Linked DNA regions of Ovis aries: region 1 is linked to region 2. Evidence: chromatin contacts called from public Hi-C data. All regions are on one chromosome and are shown on one strand. Each heading gives the region's core, a stretch centred on a gene start, on an enhancer-like site or on the middle of the called end of the contact. The rest is flanking DNA. Distances are from core to core; before and after follow the strand shown.

Region 1 (2,700 bases), core at 35-2,534, 340 kb before region 2:
CTTTTGCCTTCAATCTTTCCCAGCATCAGGGTCTTTTCCAATGAGTCTGCTCTTTGCATCAGGTGGCCAAAGAATTGGCATTTCAGCTTCAGCATCAGTCCTTCAAATGAATATTCAGGGTTGATTTCCTTGAGGATTGGCTGGTTTGACCTCCTTGCAGTCCAAGGGACTCTTAAGAGTCTTCTCTAGCACCACAGTTCTCCAGTACCACAATTTTGGATGAAGAGATGGTGTGATTTCCTGAGATGAGTGAAAGACAAAAATTCACCCAAGAGAGTGAGCATCTGAAGGGTAACTGAGGGCTGGAGACAGGAAACCAAAGTAATGCTGGCCGTTTTCCTGAATAATGTCATGAGAAGAGGAAAATACAAAAGTGGAAAGCGAGTTTGAAAAGATGAACACAGTTCTCTATTAAGTGCACCAGTTGTTCAGATAGAGAGAAAAAAGGAAGCCAGACTTGCTTCCTTGAAATATGGGTGTCTACCACCAATCTGCTTTTGACATCTGGATATCAGGACACCAACACAGAGTGGAGGATCCACCAATTCTATAAGACAAGCAACTTCCTTTCTGTAGGAAAGGTGTAAACACCTGAAAGTCAGAGTTTCAAAAGAAATGTTTCCAGGTAAGTAATTTCATTTCAAACAAAACTTCCCTTTGTCCCTTCTTTCTCTGTTTTTTCCATTTTCCCTTGCCTTCTTCCAGTTTTCTCATTTCTGATGCTTTCTCTGTGTTAGGAGGAAGTATCTCAAATGAATCGTGCTTAATTTAAATACGTGCTGTGCTCAGTCGTGTCTGACTCTTTGCAACCCCATGGACTGTAGCCCACTAGGCTCCTCTGTCCATGGGATTCTCCAGGCAAGAATACTGGAATGGGTTGCCATGCCTTCCTCCAGGGGATCTTCCCAAGCCAGGGATCAAACTTGAGTCTCTTGCGTCTCCTGCTTTGGCAGGTTGATTCTTTACGATGGAGCCACTTGCAAAGCCCTACTATAAATATACCCCATAGGTATAAAGGTAACAAAAGAAGAAAAACTAATTTCTGTGTCATTTTTCTAGTACTTCTTCATGGGCAAAAAAGCCTTTGCTTTTCACTTTATCTGGCTGAGAGCAGTACAAGCTTCCCAGCTGCACACAGGGTACCCTTTCTGATGGACAAATTGATTGCCATGAGTAACAACAATACTAACTGAAAACAACAAATCCTAAGTGTGACCAGAGGTTACTTAACCTCTGGGACAGACGGTTCTTCAAAGCAGCGTGAGACATATTTACTGAAAATCTGCCACGTTCCAAGTAAGGTGAATCAGACAGTTAATGTGAAAGCAGTGCTTAGCACAGGCACGTCACTGAAGAGAAGCCTCAGAACAAAATAGGAAGCCCGCTCCCACCCCGACTTAAAGAAAAAAGTTTATTGCAGAGAGAAATGGCTATTTCAGCCATCGCGTGAAAACAATCCGACGGCTCCTTGCCCTGATGTTCTTTTCATGTGTTTAATCAGTAAAGAGAAAGTAAATAGAAAGTTCGAGAGGGGCAGGAGCAGGGTACTATTCGTCTTGGTTCATCTTACAGAGAATGACTCAAAAGGAACAGAAAGTTGCTGCAACTGTGATGTGGCATTTATAATAAATGGCTCAACCTCATAAGGGCCAGACACTCAGCGATTTAACTGGTAATGCCAGGGGGATGATGTAGAATTTCCTGTACTGTTTTAACTTCTCAATAAGCATGTAGACACTGCAGCGAAACCCAGGTAAAAAGTTCACAGCTGGAGGGGGTGTATAGGAAATGCTCTGGAAAGCTGTAAGCTTACATAGGCATCCGGCTGGAAACGGCCCTGGAGGGCGGGGGGTGGTGTCGGGGGGGTCACACATGGTAATAATTTGAAATTTACAGAATATGGGTTTTAAGCACTACGGTAAAGGTAGCAGAGTTTTCTCCCAACTGGGTTCTGAAATACGGCCTGGCAGAAGGGTGTGGAATGTACAAATAGACCAGTTAACAGAATCTGGGTGTGCTTAAACAGTAGAGCTATTAATTTTACTTCTTAAGGTATCCAGGAGGGCAAGCACCCTTCGCCACCAGCTCTCCTCACCCAGAGAGTGTCCATTTTTTTCTCTATTTTTTATTGGGGGTATAGCCAATTAATAAATAACGTGATAATTTCAGGTGAGCAGTGAAGGGACTCAGCCATACATATGGTGGTGGTGGTTTAGTTGCTAAGTCATGTCCGACTCTTGCGACCCCATGGACAGTAGCCTGCCCGGCTCCTCTGTCCATAGGATTCTCCAGGCAAGAATGCTGGAGCGAGTAGTCACACATATACATGCATCCATTTCCTCCAAACTCCCCTCCCATCCTGGCGCCACATAACCGCAGGGTTCCCTGTGCCACTGTCCGTCCTTGTTGCTTATCCATTTTAAATAGAGCAGCGTGGACCTGTGCACCTCAAACTCCCTGACAGTCCCTTCTCCCCACCCGAAGATGAATCTCAAATGCTGTATCAACTACCACTCCCTGTTTTAAAGTCTCACCTAAAACTTTGTACCTAGGAGTATTCGTTTTTTCCTGGAACCTTCTTAAGTGTGTCCTTCTCTTTGTGACCCCTTTCCTCCCCTTCAGCCTCTCCTACCATGAGATTATAATCATCTCCACGACAAGGACCAACTCCTGTTCTCTGTTACCCTGAAGTCAAGTAGG
Region 2 (2,700 bases), core at 19-2,518:
GAAGAAATATCCTTTATTCTAGACTTTGAGATTAATTTATCAAAAATAGATTCATTCTAAGAATCACCCACTTGCCCTATGAACAATGTAGGTGGTAGTTTAAAAATTAAAAACTTGAAGGGCAGTGGAACTCGCACCATTACCTGAAATTCTACCAGAAGGGATGTGCTCTATCTGAAAAACATCACCCCTCCTTAAGGTTTCCTTTTGTATGACGGTTTGGAGAGGAAACCGTAACAAACCAAAGCACTGAATGCATATACTACGTGCTAGCACTAATTCGAAGCTGTGGCGTTTCTCAAGAATTCAACGACACGGTTTCTGCTCCCATGGAGCTCACAATCTGATGAACGGAACATGTAAACAAGCCAGAGTAATACATGATTTAAAGGCTACAGAATATGATTCCTTTTGTTTTTTTTTTTTTTGCTTTTACCATATTGCTGGGAACAAATGTATTATAGTTCTTCCACTAAACAGGGCAGCACTACACGACAGAAGTAGGAAAACAGCAAGAAATACATAGAAAAAGCCCATGTCCCCCATTTAGGCTCACGCTTCAGTATTCCACAATTTAGCATCTCGGACTACTATAGCATTCAACGAAATCTATAACCCTGAAGACGGTTCGCTAAACAGAGCAGGGCTGAGGGGCTGAGGAAGGAACAGAGCCTCTCGGAGTTAACACCAGAGCACAACACCGGACACTCTGGTTGTATCTCGTGATACAAACCTGGCTCCTCCGCGGGACACAGACGCCTGGCGCAGCAAGCCTGCCCGCCCGCCCCTTGCCACCTGATGGGAAGGGCGCCGCGGCTGGGACCCAGGACCCTCCGACACGGCTTGGCGAGAAAGCGCGCGGAACGTCACAGACCCCCAGAGCTTACAGGCGCTCGACCCCCAGAAAACAAACGAGAATCTGGAAAGATCAGAGAACCGCGCGAAGTCACCCTCCGCGTCCCCCGCATCCGGCCGGCCCACTTCCCCTTCGCGGAAGGAGCGGGCGGGCCCCCACGGCGCGCGAGGGGAGCGAAGCGCATTGCAGGGAGCAGCCCCGCCTACCCCGAGAGCACCCGCGGGAACGTTTCCCGCCTGCAGGCTGCGAGGCGCGGCTTCCCCCGCCCCTCCAACAAACCCTCAGCAGCCGGAGCGAAAGCGAGTCTCCGCCCCGAGGGAGCCCGCCCCGCCTCCGCGCTCTCACCTTCCAAACCTCCCCAGCCTCCGCCTCCGCCTCTGCCTCCGCCCAGGTATCCAAGTCCAGAAGAGACACGTTCCTCCTCCTTCCGGGAGCCAAGGGAAGTCCCGCCCCTGGGCGGGGCGACGGGCGGGGCCGCCTGGCGGGAGGGGGCGTCTTCCGGGAGCGTGCGCTAGTGGGAGGAGCGGCTGCCGTCGTTAGGCAGGGCGCCGCCGAGGGGTCCTGGTTCCGACTGAGGTTGGGAGAGGGTCTCGGCGGGCTTGTGCGGGGCCGGGAGGACTGTGCAGACTAAGTAAGCCCGACGCGGGGAAGTGGGGCTTGCTGTAGAAAGGTCTGGCTGCGGGAAGGAATCCAGCGTCACGTCCCTCTGGGGAAGGGGGCCAGTCCCCGACTCCCTGACTCTTCCGCTCTCGGCGGTAACTTTGGGGTGTGGCACGGGTTAGTGACGGCTGTTGACCTGCGATCTGGGCCTGAAGGAGGTTTGTGGTCGCGATGGGGAGATAGTCTTTCTCGCAGCCTCTGGGGGAATAAAACAAATGTTTGTAATCCGGATTATCCGCGGTGACTTGGGCCTCCTCTGCTGCCCAAGTAAAGTTAAAGGCCTGAGCCCTGAAACTTCCGCCAGCCAAGCCCAGCTAGGGACGGGGTCAGGGCCACCGGGTTCCTGGTGAGGTTGAAACAGTGAGTGTGTAAGGCTGTGTTAAAGTGAGTCAGTGAGAGTAGACAGAATTTTGTGGGTTGCTTCCGTGTGAGTGTGGGAACAGTCCCACAGTCTCACCATGTCAGGGAAACGGAAGCGTGTGGTGTTGACCATTAAAGATAAGCTTGATATAATAAAGAAACTTGAAGATGGAGGTTCTTCCAAACAACTGGCAGTGATTTATGGAATTGGCGAAACGACAGTTCGAGATATAAGAAAAAATAAGGAAAAGATCATAACTTACGCAAGCAGTTCAGACTCCACAAGTCTTCTGGCTAAGAGGAAATCTATGAAACCATCCATGTATGAGGAACTGGACAAAGCGATGCTAGAATGGTTCAACCAGCAGAGAGCAAAAGGGAATCCCGTGTCTGGACCAATTTGTGCAAAAAGGGCAGAGTTCTTCTTTTATGCTTTGGGAATGGATGGTGATTTTAACCCCTCTGCCGGTTGGTTAACTCGTTTTAAGCAGCGGCACAGCATTAGAGAGATCAATATTAGAAACGAAAGATTAAGTGGAGATGAGACTGCTGTGGAAGATTTTTGCAGCAACTTTCGAGACTATATTGAACGAGAGAATTTGCAGCCCGAGCAGATCTACAATGCAGATGAAACTGGACTGTTTTGGAAATGCCTGCCTTCCAGGACTTCGGTAATCAAAGGTAAATGCACAATCCCTGGGCACAAGTCAATGGAAGAAAGAGTCACTATCATGTGTTGTGCCAATGCAACAGGTTTACACAAACTTAAGCTTTGTATTGTGGGGAAAGCAAAGAAACCTCGTTCCTTCAAGTCAACTGACACC

Evidence for each region. Hi-C and Micro-C count contacts between places; a contact is called where the count stands out from the background.
Region 1: a Hi-C map of mixed tissues shows a contact between it and region 2, with 2.5 times the contacts expected there. The contact joins the enhancer-like site here to the promoter of CCDC82 in region 2. A contact is called at or near these places in 3 of 16 Hi-C or Micro-C datasets (liver, mixed tissues and muscle).

The regions. Positions count from the first base shown.
Region 1 is chr15:13,815,840-13,818,539 of ARS-UI_Ramb_v3.0, reverse strand. The region is part of intron 2 of MAML2 (mastermind like transcriptional coactivator 2); the gene reads right to left. Among named protein-coding and RNA genes, the nearest start is that of MTMR2, 140 kb to the left of the region's middle. Within about 2 kb of position 1,284, at least 17 of the 54 cell types and tissues checked have an H3K27ac peak or open chromatin away from gene starts, as enhancers often do. A contact at or near this core is called in liver, where this site is marked.
Region 2 is chr15:13,474,907-13,477,606 of ARS-UI_Ramb_v3.0, reverse strand. It overlaps CCDC82 (coiled-coil domain containing 82), which reads right to left and starts at 1,268. Exons shown (of 9, transcript XM_060399680.1): 1 at 1,202-1,268.